2 separate regions of the Rattus norvegicus genome follow, and region 1 is linked to region 2. Evidence: chromatin contacts called from public Hi-C data. All regions are on one chromosome and are shown on one strand. The core of a region is the stretch at or near the end of the contact, and the rest is flanking DNA. Distances in the headings are between cores, read along the strand shown. Region 1 overlaps Gldc (glycine decarboxylase). Region 2 has its middle 17 kb from the start of Ranbp6.

The links. A called contact is a pair of places that touch in the nucleus more often than the background predicts.
Region 1: a contact with region 2 is called in a Hi-C map of the A7r5 cell line, with 9 times the contacts expected there. The contact joins two enhancer-like sites. A contact is called at or near these places in 5 of 12 Hi-C or Micro-C datasets (the A7r5 cell line, frontal cortex, kidney and 2 more).

What each region holds. Positions count from the first base shown.
Region 1 is chr1:237,330,959-237,335,944 of GRCr8, reverse strand. Gldc (glycine decarboxylase) reads left to right here. Exons shown (of 25, transcript NM_001415944.1): 10 at 1,183-1,322; 11 at 1,843-1,923. Among named protein-coding and RNA genes, the nearest start is that of Gldc, 42 kb to the left of the region's middle. Within about 2 kb of position 1,929, at least 7 of the 93 cell types and tissues checked have an H3K27ac peak or open chromatin away from gene starts, as enhancers often do. A contact at or near this core is called in the A7r5 cell line, where this site is marked.
Region 2 is chr1:237,005,044-237,010,205 of GRCr8, reverse strand. No RefSeq gene overlaps it. Among named protein-coding and RNA genes, the nearest start is that of Ranbp6, 17 kb to the right of the region's middle. Within about 2 kb of position 1,340, at least 3 of the 93 cell types and tissues checked have an H3K27ac peak or open chromatin away from gene starts, as enhancers often do. A contact at or near this core is called in the A7r5 cell line, where this site is marked.

The DNA of each region.
Region 1 (4,986 bases), core at 680-3,179, 330 kb before region 2:
TGTATCAAAAAAAAAATTAAATTGACTCAGGGAAGATGACCTCACAAACACAGGGTCTTGAATATAGATCCTCAGACTCCACTTAAAAAGCCGGGGTGTGGCTCAGATTTCAGGCCTAGCTATAATCCCAGGGGTGGGGAGGTATTGACTAACAACCCCTGGTTTGCTAGCCAGCTAGTTTAGCGGAGTTGGTGTGTTCCAGATTTGGGTTGGCCCTGAATCAATAAACAGACAAACAAACAAAGAGAGAAATATGAAAGGGATTGAAGAAGGTGCTCAGTGCTGACCTCTGACCTCCACATGCACATACATTGTACACACAGAGAAGTGCAGTTGACTAACAACTTCTAGCTGTTAAAACAAAACCCTACTTAATTGTGCCTAAACATCATCTAGCTACACTACTATTTAGGCACATATCTAAAGGAAATAACCTGATAAATGTGAGAGGGTTGTCCATTGAAACCTCATTTACAATAGATAGTCCAGCTTTGGACTATTATTGGAAGTAGATTAAATGCGCAACAGCACATAATCACACTGTGTCTCGTCTAATCTATTCAGCTATTGAAAAAATAATTATGTGGGAATTGATCTGTAGGCAAGCAAAGATGAGACCTTGTATAGTGGCTCATGTCTGTAATCATAGTTAAGGTAAATTGAGGCAGAAAGATGGTCATAAGTTAAGGCCAGCCTGGTCTACATGGTAAGCTCCAGGACAGACAAGACTGCATAAGAAGAGCCATGATAAGTTCCAGACCTACGTGAAATTTGGTATAATCCTCCTGCCTCATCCTCTCAATTTATAGGGTGCTAGGCATAATGTCCTTTTTAATCACGCACACAGATACACACACACACACACACACACACACACACACACACACAGAGGGAGAGAGAGAGAGAGAGAGAGAGAGAGAGAGAGAGAGCCATAGATAAAGAGACACAATGAGACTGCACCCATTTCTAATTTGTACATGAAAACATAGGTAGTAATGATTTCTGGTTGGTCTTCTGGTAATTTCTTTTCCTCCCTTGTTGCTATGTATTTCATGATTTTTCTATAGCATAGCATTAATCGTTGGCCGGTAAACATGCAGTGGTCACCTCTTGATGTCTGTGACGCTAGGGGCTATTGTGCAGCGCTCTGTCTGAGATGGTTGTGTTCCCCGTCTTGCCTAGGTCTCAAGCGAGCGGGACACCAACTCCAGCACGACCTGTTCTTTGACACTTTGAAGGTTCAGTGTGGCTGCTCACTGAAGGAGGTGTTGGGCAGAGCAGCTCAGAGGCAAATCAACTTTCGACTCTTCGATGACGGCACAGTGAGTCAGAGGCTTAGTGTTTGTGCCAGTTCTTTGTGTCTCCATGAGTCCTCTCATGAAGAGCCTTCCATTTTGTTTAAAGAAACACTGGGATTCAGAGTCTACTACTTTTGTAAACAGTTTCGAATTTCTAGCCTGTTCTACTGTGATCTTTTCGAAGAAGCATAAATTGTGCTCAGCGTTTCCCGATTGTTTTTGTATGTGGGGACTGTTCATGCTTTAGTGTCTAAGTCAGATAACAAAGGAGATTTGGGGGATGAAGACGCTAACCACATTTAGTGCCTGTGGGAGCATCCTGAAGTCACTGGACTGTTAGCGTCCACAGTTGTCTTGCCAAATTTAATTAAAGCTTGTCAGGTTTGAGACTGGTCTAGTCCCTTTCCCTTAAAGGTCAACTTGCCCCTCACAGTTCCTGGTGTTCTAGGATCAGAACGTTCTCCCTTTTGGCGTCTTGGACAGTTTTCCTCCTGTGATCTGGAGTTTGGAGCTGATGGCTTCCGTTTGGTTTTTGTTTCTGTAGCTTGGCATTTCTTTGGATGAAACAGTCACTGAGAAAGATCTGGATGATTTACTGTGGATCTTTGGCTGTGAGTCATCCACCGTAAGTAAAGACATGTTCCATTCATCATGATTATTAGGTGCGGTGTCGAGAATGGCTCCGCTCTGCCTTTTGTGGGCCTGAATATGAGTTAGAAAGCGCTCAAGTGTGGCAATGGCCATCCTGCTGTTCAATTTATGGCACTGCCTATCTGTCCCTTGTTCCCGTGACTGCTGAAAACTAAAAGTCACTGCGAACAGACCCTACCCAGGTCGGGACATCCAGGCTAGGTGAATTATTAGTGGTGCTGCACCCTGACTTTAACGCAAAGATTTGTGACATTGCATCTCGGTTTCTGTCAATTCTGGATGTGACACCCATTCATTTAACGAGTAATTCTCAAGGATGTAATATGTGTCAGATAATGTATACCCTGAGGTTATGATGACGAACTGAGCATGGTTCCTGCCTCTACTAAATATACCGTCCAGTAAGGAGCCAGAGAAGTAATCCCAGCATGGTCTGCGAGGAAACCAGGGGCAGAGCGGGCCAGCTTCTTTCTTACCAGGGCTCGGGTCAGTTACCTACCTTAAGATAGGAGCGTGAGCGTGAGCTGTGATACATCAAGATGGTGTGAGAGGAGAAGGGTAGGTTCAGATATATATTCTACCCTGGTGGAAACAGTCATAAAGGCCAGGAAGACAGATGCCTGAGACACTGAAGCTGTTCTGTGTGACTGAGTGGGTTCCCACAATAGCCAACCATCAGGGATGAACGAGGCACAGGCTTACCATGCTGTAGGACAGAAGTGAAAGAGATGGCTCTCTAGACCCATGGCAGGGTCTAAGCAGAGCATATGCTTGTTATATATATTGAGAATATTCAGTGAATATTTGTTTACTGAATTAGTGAAAGAAAGCTTTTACAGTAGGAGTTGAAATAAACTCTTCAGAGTACTGAGTGATGGTCTTTGGTTGTCCAGACTTATTAAGAGCATTATTCAACTCCAGAGACTAGTTATAAACTACCATGAAGCTTCCCAGTGGTCCCCCAACGTTGAAATTTATTAAGTAAATAGGACCAGGTAAACTCCTTTCCTGTAGAACACCAAAGTGAGTTTCCTCAAGATTGTTGGTCTATATACATTTGAGGGATGTTTCTGGAGTCATTGACATGACTTGAGGTAGCTGTGTCTTTCCATTTGTTTTCTGCTGCTGTGATAAAAACACTATGACCAAAAGCAACCAAAAGCAGGAAGGTTACAGTATATCACTGAGGAAAGGCAGGGCAGGAACTCAGGTGGAAAGCATAGAGGGACACTGCTTATCGGCTTGTTTCTCACAAAATCCAGGCCCATGAGCCCAGTGTGGCAGCAACATACGCCATCCTCCTGCATCAGTCCTCAATCAAGAAAGTGCCCCACAGATTTGCCAAGGGCCAATCTGATGGAGGAAGTTCCTAGGCAAAGATTCCCTCTTCCCAGGTGACTTTAGCTTGGGTCAAGTTCACAAAGGCAAACCAGCACACCATGCTGTTGACATAGGGAGGGATGAGGAACAGGGCATGTATTAGATTAGATGTTCTAGATATAAAATCTGTATGATCTGCACACACTTTCCCCATCATTAGAACAGCTTCTTGGCTCTCCTGATAATATCACTGATGAACAGAACAGATGTTTTTATTTTTGCTTACTTATTTTGTTGTGCTAGTGAAACACACACACACACACACACACACCCAGCAAGTAAGGACTTGACTAATGAGCTACACCCTGTAGTTTACAAATCTCGGTTGTTTGTTTGTTTTTTGTTGTCTTTTTGGTGGTGTATTTAACTCAGGCCAGGCAACGGATCTGCTCCTGAGTTACTCACATAGCTCAAATGTTCTTATTTATTTGTTTGTTTATTTTAATTTGTTTTTGGGTTTTCTTGTTTGCTTGCTTGTTTAAGTCAAGATCTAGTGTAGCCAAGGGTTTCACAACTTTTTTATATTTATTTATTTTTATTTTACATGTGTAAGTGTTTTAACATATGAATATTCGTGGTCAGAAGAGGGTGTCCAATGTCTTGGAACTGCATTTACACAAGGTCGTAGGCCACAACATTGGTGCTGGGAACTGAACTTAGGTCCTCTGAGAGAGCAACCAGCGCTCTTAACCACTGAGCCACCTCTCCAGCCCTGTACAGATGGAATTGTTCATCTTCTTGCCTCTACCTCCCTAGCACTAGGATTGTAGGTGTATGTCACACATCCAGTCTGTGCTGGTCTATGGGTAAAACTCACACGAGTTTCAGAAGCACTGTGCCAACTTTACATCATCCTCAGTCGGCCCCTCAAATATTTTTGATTTTTAATGTGTTGCAAGACTAGAAGGGTTTCTGTAAGCATCTCGGCAGCAGAGAGATGAACCCAGGGAAGCAAGGAGACAGTTTGGCTCAACGCAACTCAGTAGCCAGTGTTGGTTCAAACATCCGGAGTCTGACCCAGAGTGATTTATTTTAGACCAGTGGTTCTCAAGCCTCTTAATGCTGCGACCCTTTAATACAGTTTGTGATATGGTGACCCCACCCAGCATAAAATTATTTTTGTTGCTACTTCATAACTGTGATTTTGCTACTGTTATGAGTCTTAATGTAAATGTGCACCTTTTCCGATGGTATTAGGCAACCCCTGGGAAAGAGTCCTTTGACCCCGGGGGTTCTGACCTGCAGGTTGAGAACCACTGTTTTAGGCATATTTAAGCACAGCACCGTTTGGTAAAAGCTATTCTAGTGTTGGTTAACTCAATCCTGCACTCAAAACAAAGCATATATCTCTCTGTCTGAGGGACACAGTAAGCTAAATACAGATCAGATGAGACTATGTCAGAACTCTCTGTAATTTTCATAAAGTTCTATGGTCTGACTGAGAAAAACCGATTTATTTATGATTGATTGAGAAAAACAAATTTATGATCTGGTGCTGGAAAAACCCCTAACCACAAAAATACTAAAGACAGAGCACAAAAGTCACCAGGCTAGAAAGTACGCCTGCTCCAGCCTTCCTAGTGGAAAACGGGTTTTGCATTTCTTCCCTTGAAGGAACAACCCTTTGGGCTTAACATTCCTGGCGCCTCTAATGCAG
Region 2 (5,162 bases), core at 91-2,590:
CCTGACGCCCATGTGCTACTCCAAAGGGATTAGTGTGTCCGTCTCCGGTGCTCACGAGGGCTATAGTTTATTGCGCATGTAAATTACTATTAACGAGAATAGGTTACTGGCTAATTAATGTTCACAATGTCATTTCTAAAAGCAGTTCTGGGAAAGGAAAAACTTCAGAATATTCCCCAAGAGGTCAAATCCAGATAATACTGCCTATGCTCAAAATTAATGTCTCTTGAATCCTAAAAGAGCACAGAGTCACCATGGGTTTCCCTCTGCACAGAATGTCTGGCCAGAGATGGTTGTTGATACTGTAAAAGTTAAAAACATTTCCAGAAGACACTGAAGAAGGGAGATCAGGTCAGATCCGGCATATCTGGTTCTGACCATAAATGGCATTTCTAATGGTCAAGACTTTACGTTAGGAGCATAGTTGAAACTTAATCTTATATACACCCATATTTAAATGTTACTTTAGAAATGTCTGTCTTTAAGAACCAAAGAGGGGGCTGGAGAGATGGCTCAGTGGTTAAGAGCACTGTCTGCTCTTCCAGAGGTCCTGAGTTCAATTCCCAGCAACCACATGGTGGCTCACAACCATCTGTAATGAGATCTGATGCCCTCTTCTGGTGTGTCTGAAGACAGTGACAGTGTACTCACATACATACAGTAAATAAATAAAATCTTTTTTAAAAAAAGAACCAAAGAAGAGATTACAAACAAGGGAACAAAGGAAAGCTATCATACTGTCATTGAACTTCATTGTGAAGCTGAGGCACAGTCTATGGGTGCCCTGAAGGGTCACTTTCACTATGATATGATTGGATGATATCATTCAGTTAGCACTCTGGTTTTTCTTCATAAAAGGAAAGCTTTGTGTAAAATATTATGTGTGTGTTTAAATTTATAGATTTGAAGCAGAAGTCAGCAAGTCAGCAAGTGAAAATTCTAGAGTATTAATGCATGTAAGTAGGGATTTGGCTGACATGAACCTTGAATTTGCCTTTCAGAAGTGTATTGCTAGGGAACTTAGCAACCAACAACAGAACTAAGGGTTTAAGGAAGGAGGAAGAGGAGGAGGTGGAGGAGTAGGAACAGGAGGAAGAAGAGGGAGAAGAGGAAAGGGGAGGAGGAGGAGGTAACAAGGAAACTCATTAAAGGCTAGCTGTTACTCAAAGACTGTTGGAGGGAGGACCAGAAGTCGGACTCTGAGGCCATAAGGGCAAAGAAATGCACAGGGTGACTGTGGGTGAAAGTTAACTAACTGTCCTGGGCTCACCACAGCCACCGCCCTAAATGCCAGAGGAGTTAAGGTAACTATGATGCTCATGCCGCAGGGCCACAGGCTTTCTGCCTGAGTCAACACTATTCCTGCTATTTGTGGTCCTCTCCTCACTCTGCATTCTGAGAAATCTGGATATGTACAATAGCAACACCAACAATAATGATGTGAATGAAGTAGAAACATATTCCTTCTGAGTCAAGGTAAACATCCGAGGTGTGAAGGCAGTGTCTTAGTCAGGGTTTCTATTCCTGCACAAACATGACCAGGAAGCAAGTTGGGGAGGAAAGGGTTTATTCAGCTTACACTTCCACATTGCTGTTTCATTACCAAAGGAAGTCAGGACTGGAATTCAAGCAGGTCAGAAAGCAGGAGTTGATGCAGAGGCCATGGAGGGATATTACTTACTGGCTCACTTCCCCTGGCTTGGTCAGTTTGCTCTCTTATAGAAGAACCCAAGACCACCAGCCCAGGGACGGCACCACCCACAATGGGCCAGGTCCTCCCCCCTTGACCACTAGTTGAGAAAATGCCTTACAGCTGGATCTCATGAAGGCATTTTCACAACTGAGGCTCCTTTTTCTGTGATAACTCCAGCTTGTGTCAAGTTGACACACAAAACATAGTCCAGAGTGAAAAGGGGACCAGGCAGAATCTTCTGATGTTCTTGTTTAACTCTGCAGCTTTAGCTCACTGTCTAAGGAAGCACTAACTAAATCCTAAACATGACTGACGAGACAGAACAAATAGACGGCACACTCGTGCTCTCCTAAAAAAAAAAAAAAATGTCCCAGAAGACAAGGGAGCCCACAGATAAAATCTCAGCTTCCTGGTATAACTTCAAGCATTTACTGAGTCTGAAATGGTTTGAGGCATTTGGCCCCATGATAGTCTAGTGATATCTGGTTCTCTCCCGACCTTCTCTTGCTTAGGACCACAGCATCCCTGGGTATCCACACATTCTCCCAGTCCCAGCTTCACGGCTTGCATTTAAACTCCTCACAGCCTTTGAGGAATCTAGCACAGGTTTCCATCCTCAGCACCTAACAGCCAAAGCATCAAAGGAGGTGTAAGCAGTGTCCCACACTATGCAGAGGCTGCCCATGGTTGATGTGACAGCTCCTTCTACAGCCCAAGTGTGATGTGCAGCAAGGCCCTCTCTCTTCTTCACCACAGTCCTTGGTGGCCAGAAGTGTGACACTCAGGCCTCTGGCTGCCTGTAAGTCATATCGTCCTTATTCCAAATTCCATCTCTTGGCAGAGCCTCAAGGATAGCTAGAATGTGGAAGGGAAAACATTCAGTTTTCCAATGAGATAACTGACTGAATCATTAGTAGGGTTATAAGTAAATTTTGGTTTAAAGGAAATGCATCGCTTTACCATTAATAAATCATTTCTTTTATTTAAGAGAAGAGAGTACCATGCATGTATAACAGAATAAGTTGTGATTGTTGTAACTTGGCCTTGTGTAACTTGAAAATAGAAATACCTTCTTTATCTTACTGTGCAAAATCTTTAAAACTGGGAGCTTTCCTGGAGCTGCTGAAATGGCTCAGTTTAAGAGCACTGGCTCCTATCTCTGAGGACCCAGATTTGATGGCCTGAATCCACATGGCAGCTTACAACCATCTATAACTCTGGTTCTTGGGGATCTAATGTCTCTGTGGGCTCTTCAAGCAAATAATGCACAAACATACATTTAAGCAAAACAACTACACACATAAATTTATATATATATATATGTTATTTATTTATATATATCCTTTTACAATTAAAGCAAGACTTTTCTGAATACTAAGAAAGATCACTTGAAAGGGATTTTACCCCTTTGTATGGATAGAAAATTTCATAGGTTTTTTTAAACTATTTTTATTAATGCTTCAGAAATATTAAATTCCATGGATATCTATCTATCTACAACAACCTGGGAAAACTCTTCAGAGGACATAAAACATATCCCTTAAAAGAAGTATCCTTAAATGAACCATCATTAATCAGAATGAGCCAGCTCAGTCCTCTCTGAATTTGAGCCATGAAGAATTTACAATTGTAAGGAGGACATTTTCTCTCACTCCTTTGTGTCTGAAGGCTAGAGTTTTTTGTCTTCCCTAACTCTGGACTTTCTGTCGACAGTATCACCCATCTGCTTATCCCAGATTCACCCCAAACAAAAGGACAAGACAATTTATACTTTGTTTAAAAACTGACTTTTCAAGCTAATACAATGCGATTCCTCTCCCCCCCCCCCCCCCCGGCAATCAAATTGAAGTTTAAACAATATGACTCAGTACTACACATTCATTGGGTTTCTTCATTTCCTGTGAGCTACAGCCTCCTCTGGGTCAATATTTAGCCTTTCCTTCCTATTAACTCTGTGGTTTGGTGTGTATTCTCAGCATTGCTATCTTATTCGTAGGTTGGTTTCATTCTTAATGAAAAATTTTCAAATATATACAAAACCATGGATTACATAAGAACCCTCTATTTATCCCTCACCTTACTTTGGCAAGAGTCACAAGCAATTCTTATTTCATCTGTAACTCTGCCCATTTCACTACCACCACCTTCTCTTCCAACTATTTTTTATTAGTCATTTTATTCATTTACATTTCAAATTATATCCCCCTTCCCAGTTACCTCTCCATAAAACCCCCATCTCATGCCTCCCTCTGCCCGCTCCCGTTGGCCTCTCTATGAGGGGATTCCCCCACCCACTCACCCGCTCCCAAATTGTTATTTGCAATTAGGCGTTGATTTTTGTCAATATAACCATCTCTGTGTTTTCCGGTCCCTCTATACCAGACTATAACACCTTAATTAGTGGACTGGCTTTACCTCTGCTAGAAATCTGTAACTTTCACTTACAGTATTGTAACTTTCTGGGCCTCATTCATTCCCATTGTTCCTCAAACCTCTAGGAAGGTCCCTTGTGGTGGTCAAGCAGCTTACTTCAGTCCTAAAGCAGGGGCGCCACCCACTGGTAAGATGTAAAATGCTTTCAATAGCAAATGACCCCCATAGATACAGATGTTTGAGTACCTGGTTCCCAGTTAGTGAAACCATTCGGGAGGTGTGTGTTTGTTGGTTCAGGTGTGTGGTGAGCTTTGAGGTTTCAAAAGGCCAAACCACTCCAGTTTACCTCAATCTGCCTCCTGCTTGTGGATCAAAGAGCAAAGTCTTAGCAATAGCTCAGTGCCCTTGCCTGCCTGCTGCCATGCTCCCTTCTATGATGGCTGTGGAATCATCCTGTGAAACCGGAAACTACTAAGAAACCCTTTTGTCTATAAGTTGCCCTGCCCATGGTGTTTTGTCACAGCAATCGAAGCTCACAAAGACATTTGATAGAACTTAAAATTCTTAACCATACTGTCCCAGTTTGCTTTCCGTTATTGTGATAAACATCTTGACGCAGAGCAACTTAGGAGAAAGGGCGTGGCTCGTGTTTTATCCAAGGATGCGGTGGCCGGAACTCAGAGAAGAAACGGGGGGGGGGGGGACCACAAAGAAACACTGTTTACAAGCTTGCTTCCTCTGACTTACCTGCCCGGGATAGTACACTCGGTGTGGGATGAAACCCTTCCATCAATTAACACTTCAGAAAAAGTCCCACAGACATGCCCACGGGCCAACCCAACAGAAGCACTTCCTTAGCTGTGAGTCTCTCTCTGGGGGCCATGCGGGAGAAACAACAAATGGCTTTAGAACTCATGGGATTCGGCTCACGAGTTACCACAGGCACATGGGTGAGCCTCAGTGTGGCACGGCCCTGAGGACACATGTCTTGAGGACTTGATGCTGCTATGAATCTGATATCCCTCTGAATCAAAGAACTGTACGAAAACTTTAAGGGGCTTCCAGCCCCTCACTCGGCAGTATCTCTGGCATCCAC